2 separate regions of the Mus musculus genome follow, and region 1 is linked to region 2. A link is a contact called in public promoter capture Hi-C data. All regions are on one chromosome and are shown on one strand. The core of a region is the stretch at or near the end of the contact, and the rest is flanking DNA. Distances in the headings are between cores, read along the strand shown.

What was found. Promoter capture Hi-C pulls out the DNA fragments that hold promoters and counts their contacts.
Region 1: a contact with region 2 is called in a promoter capture Hi-C map of hippocampal neurons, with 5 times the contacts expected there. The contact joins the promoter of Cldn9 here to the promoter of Zfp983 in region 2. A contact is called at or near these places in 2 of 39 promoter capture datasets (hippocampal neurons and pre-B cells).

The regions. Positions count from the first base shown.
Region 1 is chr17:23,682,496-23,686,666 of GRCm38.p6, forward strand. It overlaps Cldn9 (claudin 9), which reads right to left and starts at 1,531. Exons shown (of 1, transcript NM_020293.3): 1 at 89-1,531. The coding sequence starts at 1,154. The coding sequence ends at 501.
Region 2 is chr17:21,648,493-21,652,669 of GRCm38.p6, forward strand. It overlaps Zfp983 (zinc finger protein 983), which reads left to right and starts at 2,119. Exons shown (of 7, transcript NM_001357098.1): 1 at 2,119-2,380; 2 at 3,311-3,453; 3 at 3,775-3,853.

The DNA.
Region 1 (4,171 bases), core at 281-2,780, 2.0 Mb after region 2:
GGCGTTAATGGTCTAAGCAAGCTGCTCACTGGTTGGAGACCTCTCCCCCCACAGTATACACACCCTCTTTTCACAGACCAGAGGAGGCTCAGTTACAATGTGCTTTTATTCACAGGTAGGGTAGGGGGCTGAGTAACTTGGATTCAGGTGGTGCTTGGGCTAGACTTGACCAGCTAAAGCCTCAGTATTAGGTCACAGTCCACATCTTACTTTGAAGGCAAGGAGGCTGAGGTCCAGGTTCCAGAGTAAGAAAGTCCAGGAGAGCAAACCACAGCAAAATCCTGGGAGGCAGCGATAAGCAGGGTACCCAGTAACTGGAGCTTTCTCAAGGTTGCAACCACTACAGAGGGTTAGCTCAAGCCAGACCAGCTGAGATCCCCTAAGAGCCAAGTCCTGGCCAATAAGTGAGCTTCGCAGGCGCATGGATTTGATGATATAAGGATGTAGCCCAATGCAGGGCATGAAGCCGCAGGTGGAAGCTTCTGGAAGAAGCCTCAGCCTCACACATAGTCCCTCTTATCCAGTCCCGAAGCACCTGAACGGGAAGGGATGGAGTAGCCCAGCCTGGGGCCGCGGGGACGCTCAAAGTGTGACGGGGGACACGTACAGCAGAGGAGCCCTCCCCCTAGCATGAGCAGGGCAGCGGCAGCCCAGCCCAGGTAGAGGGAAGCCCCCAGTTCTCTCTTGAGGGCTTCCGCAACCAGTGGGTTATAAAAATCCTGGATGATGGCATGGGCTGTCCAGCAGACAGGGATGAGCACCAAAATGCCCGAGAGGAGGAGGAGGACCCCTGCGGTGAGTACGATACGGGCCTTGGCACCTTCGTCCTCCACACACGTGGTGCACTGGGCGCCCGTGATAGCCACCAGCAGGCCCAGCAAAGCCAGCAGGAGGGCCACGACACAGAGGGCTCTGGCTGCCTGCAGGTCCTGGGGCAGCGCCAGCAGTGAGTCGTATACTTTGCACTGCATCTGGCCAGTGCTCTGGACCACACAGGACATCCACAGCCCCTCCCATACCACTTGGGCCACAACGATGCTGTTGCCGATGAAGGCGGTCACCTTCCACAGTGGCAGGGCACAGGACACCAAAGTTCCTAGCCAGCCTAGCACAGCCAGGGTCATGCCGAGGAGTTCAAGGCCAGTGGAAGCCATCTGCTCCTCGGGTCTTCTCAGCTCTTGGCCTGAATCACTCAATAGGGTTGGGAGCACTGTGTTGGAGTTCGGGTGCGTCTCACTGCTCAGGAGGGGGATCTGTTGATCTCAGACCAGGCCAGACCTCACAGCTGCGGGCCTCTCACACATCTGGTACTCACTGAATACGAAGAAGTCCTTAGGTCCCGCTCATCTGTATTGCTTGTGTCCTCCTGGAAGCCTTCACCCATTACAGCCCCTCCAGATCTGCCATGAACTAGGAACAACCGCGTTCCTCTCTGCTGGCTGCTCACGTACTTTCTTGGTTGAAGTCTTCTCTCAGCTGGTATACAGCTTGTCTCAAAACAGGGAACCGTGAGGTGCCACTTGGGACGTCTGAGGGCGCTGGCTGCAGGCGGGGTTTTAAGGCCTAGGCAGGGGAGGAGCCCAGCAAGAGACCTGGAGGCTGCTATTGGGTAGCATAAACCGGAGCAATGGTGAAAAGGGGATGGATGGGGGCCCTCGGGGTTAGTTAGGGTCTGGTGCCAAGACCAAATGGAAACTCAAGAACAAAGAAATTCCAGGAAGATGGGACAAACAGAAAAGAGGAGAGAGAAGTCTGTTAATTGCCTTGGAATGGACAGAGGAGCTCTCAGCCTGAGACTGCCCCCTCTTTGCCACCCCTCTAATTCACTCTGTCTTGGTGGGGTAAATACTGCCCCCCTTATCCATCATTATATCCCCTCCCCTTCCCCCATCCTTTCAGGACTCTGGAATCTGATCTGTCTCCAGTCTCAGCTCAATAACCCTGGCAGTTCCTAGGGAAGGGGCCCCGCCTACAGTTTCCCAGACAACAGGTGCCTGGCGCCCAGCTCAGGTGGCATTACCAGGGCAACAGCCTAGAAAACTATCCCCTCCACCCCTCACACATACACATGCACACGATTCTACCCCAGCTCAGGTGTTTCCACTCCGCCCCCACTGCCGAAACTAGGGGAATGAGCTGAGCGGCTGAAGGTCTCTAGTGGCCTGGTGATAAAGAGCCTTTTGTGGAGATGGGGAGGGGCAGAAAGAGGCCTGAAGCAAGAAGGGACAAGGGAGACCCTGAGCAAAAGTCACATGAATAGCCAGCCAAGACCAGATGTCACAGAGGTGGGCAAAGAAGCAAGGCCCAGAGGGTTAGAACGTCCCTGAGCCCTTACTTCCAGTCCACAGAAAACACTCATGAAAGTCTCCACCTCAGAGTACTACTGCCTGCCTGCAGCTCAAATTCTGATTCTAGAGTGGTCAGGGAGGGCCAGGCGTCTTAACCTATTTGGATCAGAGACTCGGTTGAGAAAACTTAAAGAGTTTGTATGGGATGCTTGGAACAGAGAACTTAACAAATGAGCTCTCAACCAATATATGCATATTTCAGTAAGTCATGAACAATTCCTTCCAGGGGCTTTTTTTTTGGGGGGGGGGGTGAGGGTCTCTTCATAGCACTGTCTAGCCTGGATCTCATTATATAGACCTGGTTGACCTTGAACTCAGAAATCTGCCTTCCTCTGCCTCCTGAGGGCTAAATTAAAGGTGTCTTGCCACCGTGCCCGGCTGCTTTTTTTTTTTTTTCTTCCCAAAACAAGGTTTCTCAAACTCAGAAATCCACCTGCCTCTGCCTCCCAAGTGTTAGGATTAAAGGCCACTGTCACGCCCAGCTAAAATATATTTTTAAAGACTTTATGTGAGTACACTGTCACCGTCTTCAGACGCAGCAGAAGAGGGAATTGGAACCCATTACAGATGGCTGAGTCACCATGCGGCTGCTGGGATTTGAACTCAGGACCTCTGGAAGAGCAGTCAGTGCTCTTAACTGCTGAGCCATCTCTCTAGACCCAAGGGCTATTATTTAAAAGACAAAAACTGCCATGCAGGCATGGTGACACATACATACCACTCAGGAGGCAGAGATGGGTGGGTATCTGTGAGCTCAAGGTTAGACTGATCTACATAGTGAGCTGCAGGATTCCAAGACAGCCAGGGCAATTACAGGGTCAACTACATAAATAAAAAGAGAAAGAAAAAAGAAAAAAAAAAGTAGCTGGGCTACTTTAACCTCATCTTTAACCCCAGCACTCGGGAGGCAGAGGCAGGGAGACTGCTGAGTTCAAGGTCAGCCAGGACTACATAGAAAAACCCTGTCTCAAAAAAAAAAATTAATATACTCCCAATGGCACTTATGCAAGCATCCACAGGCAAGTGCACATGTGTGTGTGTGTGTGTGTGTGTGTGTGTGCATGTATGTGTGTTGTACAAAAGTGTAGGGCTACACAGTGAAACTCTTATCTTTTTTAAAAAAAGGAAGAGGGTAGAGCTAGAGAAACAGCTCAGCAGTTAAGAGTGATTGCTGCCTGTATTAGTCAGGGTTCTCTAGAGTCACAGAACTTATGGATAGTCTCTAGATAATAAAGGAATTTATTGATGACTTACAGTCGGCAGCTCAATTCCCAACAATCGTTCAGTCACAGCTGTGAATGGAAGTCCAAGGATCTAGCAGTTACTCAGTCTCACGCAGCAAGCAGGCGAAGGAGCAGGAGCAAGAGCTAGACTCCCTTCTTCCAATGTCCTTATATTGTCTCCAGCAGAAGGCGTAGCCCAGATTAAAGGTGTGTTCCTTAAACTCGGAGATTCAATCTTCTGGAATCCATAGCCAATATGGCTCAAGATCTTCAAACCAAGATCCAGATAAGGATCTCCAAGCCTCCAGATAAGGGTCACTGGTGAGCCTTCCAATTCCGGATTGTAGTTCATTCCAAATATTGTCAAGTTGACAACCAGGAATAGCCACTACAATCCACCCCTTGTCAACTTGACACAAATAATATCTCATGTTCACATGAAACAATAACAAGGTTGTAAATACGCCTAACATGATATAACTATCCCTCGTACAATCGCAAACGCATTAGTAAATTTACAATGGGCATTCATATTACTTTATAATCCTCGTTTCTGCAACTGGTTACGTGGCCTTAATTGGTATTTATAACTACCTTCCT
Region 2 (4,177 bases), core at 869-3,368:
GGAAGTAAATGATCTAAGGCAAGGTAGAAACTCCCAATTAATATTTACTACAACATTTGGAAAACCAACATGTGACACAAACTTCCTTTAATCTAAATTATTTCAGTTTTGCAGATAAAAGGCATGTTATCCCTTTAAGATAAAAGCCATGATGGCAGCTAGGAACGAAAGAGAAATGATTCCTTGCCAATGTTGGGTTTTCCCCTAGCTATGTGGTCAGGGTTCCGAGTACAGGTTAGAATGCATGCTGTTTTGCTGAGCGTGATTCCAGGGTTTCATATCTCAGGCTAAGAAAGAAAGAGCTGTGCCCCCCAGAGCTGACAGCGGGCCAGGCAGCAGAGACCATGGGCTACAAATCATAGGCTTGAACGCCAGCCCTTTCCTAGACACTGCCTCTGAACCATAGCTTTTTAAGCTGGGGACTGATGTTTGCCTAGTCAGGGGTTCGGGGGTTGGAGGTGCAAGGCTAAATGCCTCTGCTGTGCAGTTAGTCCATCAATCACTCTAAGAGCTGGCTGCATGCCTCCTGTAGCCAATAGTTACAGTGAGTCACCAAAGTCTCCATAAAATGTGGGGCTCCCACAGGGAGACTAATGACAACTCCTGACTCTTGATATTAGCTCTTTCTAAAGCAGATAATGAGTCCAGCATGGTGGCACATGTCTGTAACCTTAGCATGCTAGAGCCAGAGTAGGTTCATCTCAGTGAATTCAAGGCCAACTTATCTTGCAAAACAACAACAAAGTCAACAAAAACAAAAATCCCATAAGATACTGATGCTACCAAGCAATAAATTACAGACTGATGTAATCATTTAAACTGTTGCCTTTAAAAACAGGTTTACATGGCAAAATCCTGTCCTGAATGAATGAATGAATGAATCCTCCCAATCTTTCTATTATTAACTATTTTACACTCACATATACATGTATATACACACAGAATGTGTGTGTGCATTTGTGCGCTCACATCAAATACTGCCCACTCTCATCTCCTACCTCTCCACTATCCTGGTTCACAATTCCAACAGTCACTCTACTGTGTCCATATCTATTCATATTGCTTGTGATCCACTGAGATGAACCAGAGCCATTTGTGAGACTGTGGGTTTGGAGCCTGATGTGTGCTGGACCCTGATATGCTAAAGGCACATCACTCTTCTAGAATCTATGAATCTATCCATAGTCAACATCTGAGAGGTTGTGTGTGCCATTCCCTAACCTACACTGACTGTGGTCTTGTGTGAGGCCAGTGCACATAAAGACAGCTGCTGTTGGTTACTGATTACAATAGTTGTATGGTCTGGAGAATGCTGTGTCGTGTCTTAGCCTTTCCCCTCCTTTTTCCCTTCTTATTTCCTAACCACCTCTTCTTCCTTGGTGGTGTCCCCAGAGGTAGAGATTGATGGTGTAGCTGACGGCTTAAGTTTTACTTATTTTCTCTATCAGGATAGTCAAGAGTCTCTGCACCCATCACTCTATTAAAAAAGGAAGGAAAGAAGGAAGGAAGGAACGACAGAAGGAAGAAATTCTATATTTTCTCTCAAAGGACTTTAAGTATGAGTCATAGAAGGCTAATGTCTTTCTGAGTTAGTGAACTGGCAAGTCTGCCTTCTTGTGGTGAAAGCAGTACACTGCGGGGTGAATTCTGCCTTGGGCTGGTAGCAAAAGCTACCAGATCTCTGACTTAAGTTCTTTAAATGTCTCTCCCTAAGTCAGAATTTCAGTATTTTGGCTTCTCATGTTTGTGTGTTGGGATGGGAGAGCCTGTTGCTGTTTGGTATGAACTATGTAGCCCAGAGGCTGGTTGTCAAGTCCAGGTGTCAGGCTATCTTGGATATAAAGGGTTCAAAACTCACTGTGTGTGTCAAACATTGGGTGCACAGCCTCCTAGCAGGTCCACTTCTCACTTCTGGTCTAGGCTGGCAGCAAGCATGAGGGGAGACTGTTCAGCCTGACATCTGGAGCTGTGTGGAAGGCAGCTTGACACAGAATGGGAGGGAGCTATCTCCGTAAGGCGGGGCCACTTACCCGGAAACAGAGGGTGTGAGGATGTGGCCTGTTGAGGCGGGTGTGTGATGTAGAAAAGTGTTCAGAGTGGGAGGAGTTAGGGGGTGACGTAAACGGAAGCTGGGAACCGGCTGATGAGGCCTGGGTAGTTGTACTGAGAGCCAAAGCCTGAGTGTCAATGACCTGTTCAGGTGCAGAGCAAGCAGGCCTGCACCGTGGGGAATCATGTGGTGCAGACCTGGGGTCAGAACACAGGGTGGACTTCGGGGAAGGTAAAACTCGGGGCTGACGTGGGCGCCGCGCGGGGAATGGTGGGGAAGTCTGCAGTGCAGCAGCTGGACCCGCCTCCCTACCGCCCTGGATCCTCCCAGGTCAGAGAAGCTGAGGGGCTGGGAAAGGGGAGGGAGGGGACCAGGCTGTGATCAGTTTCTCTGCTGTTCCTAAGGAAGCAAGCTCTGAAGTTTTGCTGTGGGTTTCTTCCCTTGTCAACACAATTTTAGGTCATATGAACTGAAGTAATCCTGATTTGTTTTTTATTGTTCACCTGATTGCCAAAATATTCATAGTAGAGTGGTCTAGGAGAATATTTGAATTTATCTTTTGATGCTTGCAAAACAGTTCTCTTTATTTAGGTGAAAAGGACAAAGCTCTTGGAATTTACATTCATCCATGCTAACTCCCTTGTTATACCCGTGAACATACTTGGTGACTTGGCATCTGCTGAGAGCTTTTAGACAGCAGTCATGAAAGGAGTGGCTGCAAATGTAATTGAATCCAAAAGCATATTTTTTTGCGAGTTTCATAGATATGGTTTTAACCATTAACATTTAAAAGTAAACTCTATACCCACCATTACCTTTCCTTCGGAGACATGCACTCCCTGATGTAAATGCAATATTCTGCTATAAATGCACCAGGCTTGTTGGCATGCATCTTTAATCCCAGCATGGGGGAGGGAGGACAGAGGCAGGCAGATCAAAGAGTTGGAGACCAGCCTGGTCTGCTTGGTGAGGTCAGGATAGCCAGAGCTACATGATGAGCTCCTGTCTCAACAACAACAAAAAACAAAAGGACAGAAAGAAAGAAAGAAAGAAAAGAAAATCGTGTTTTTGTGCTGAGTTCCTAGAACCTGGAAAGGCACAGTAGGCTATTTGAGGGTATAGGTCACAGTATTTTCACAGTTTGCGCATTATAAACCAGGTGGTATTGGCACACGCCTTTAATCCCTACATTTGGGACTAAAGGTGTGCACCAGGACAAGGACTTAAACTGCTGTTTTGTATTTTGTGGTCATTTCTCAGCCACTGGTGTGACTGTGGACTTCCAGAAGAACAGGCAGTGTCAGGACCCTTCTGGGAAGGCCTTGTTGCAGAATTTCAGCACTCTGGTTTGTGTGGGTGAGAACAGTTTGCTTCCAGCCTCCCTTGTTCCTCCTCAGGAAGAGGCAAGTTATTCTGCAATTGTGAGATCTTTGACAGTGTAAAGCTTCCATCCTTTTTTAGTCCATAATAAATTCAGAACCTCTCTAGTGTATCATATTCTCATCCCAGTCATTCAGTTCCATTTGTGCCCCTGAGACTTGACTGAGCTGTGACTGAAAGTGAGGTTCAAGTTACACTAACTGAAAATGCTTCCTAAATATTTTCAGTATTCTGACACTGCATGAGAATTGGGGGATCGCCGTAGAATTTTCTTTTTATCTCCTGAGCACAGTGCTGTGCCAGAAATGAAGGTGCTTGCTAAATACTCTTTTTCTCATGTGCAGGGTTCACTGATCACCCAGACCTGCTTATCTGTGGAAACCTAGAAGGTGGAGAGGGAGGAGACAGTACCTAAGGATCCAGGTATGTTGGAGGATTGGTGAAAGGATGGCAAGGGATTCAAGTGAATGTGGAAGTGGGACATGAAATCAGTTTTGCCACTTTCTGTTTCACTAGAAATAATTCTGGAGACTTCCACTGAGACAAAATCACCTCAGAATTGTCCTACAATTCTTCCTACACAAAAATTGAATGCTAGGAGGCAAATAAAATTTATTTGATTGTGCATGTGAGTGATGTTATGTAGAGTCCAAAATAAAGTTCAAGACCACCCAGCCCCTTCTCCCCTGAAGGGACGTTCAGAACCATAGCGGTCAAAATGACTAAGTCTGCAGCTGCCAAACCAAA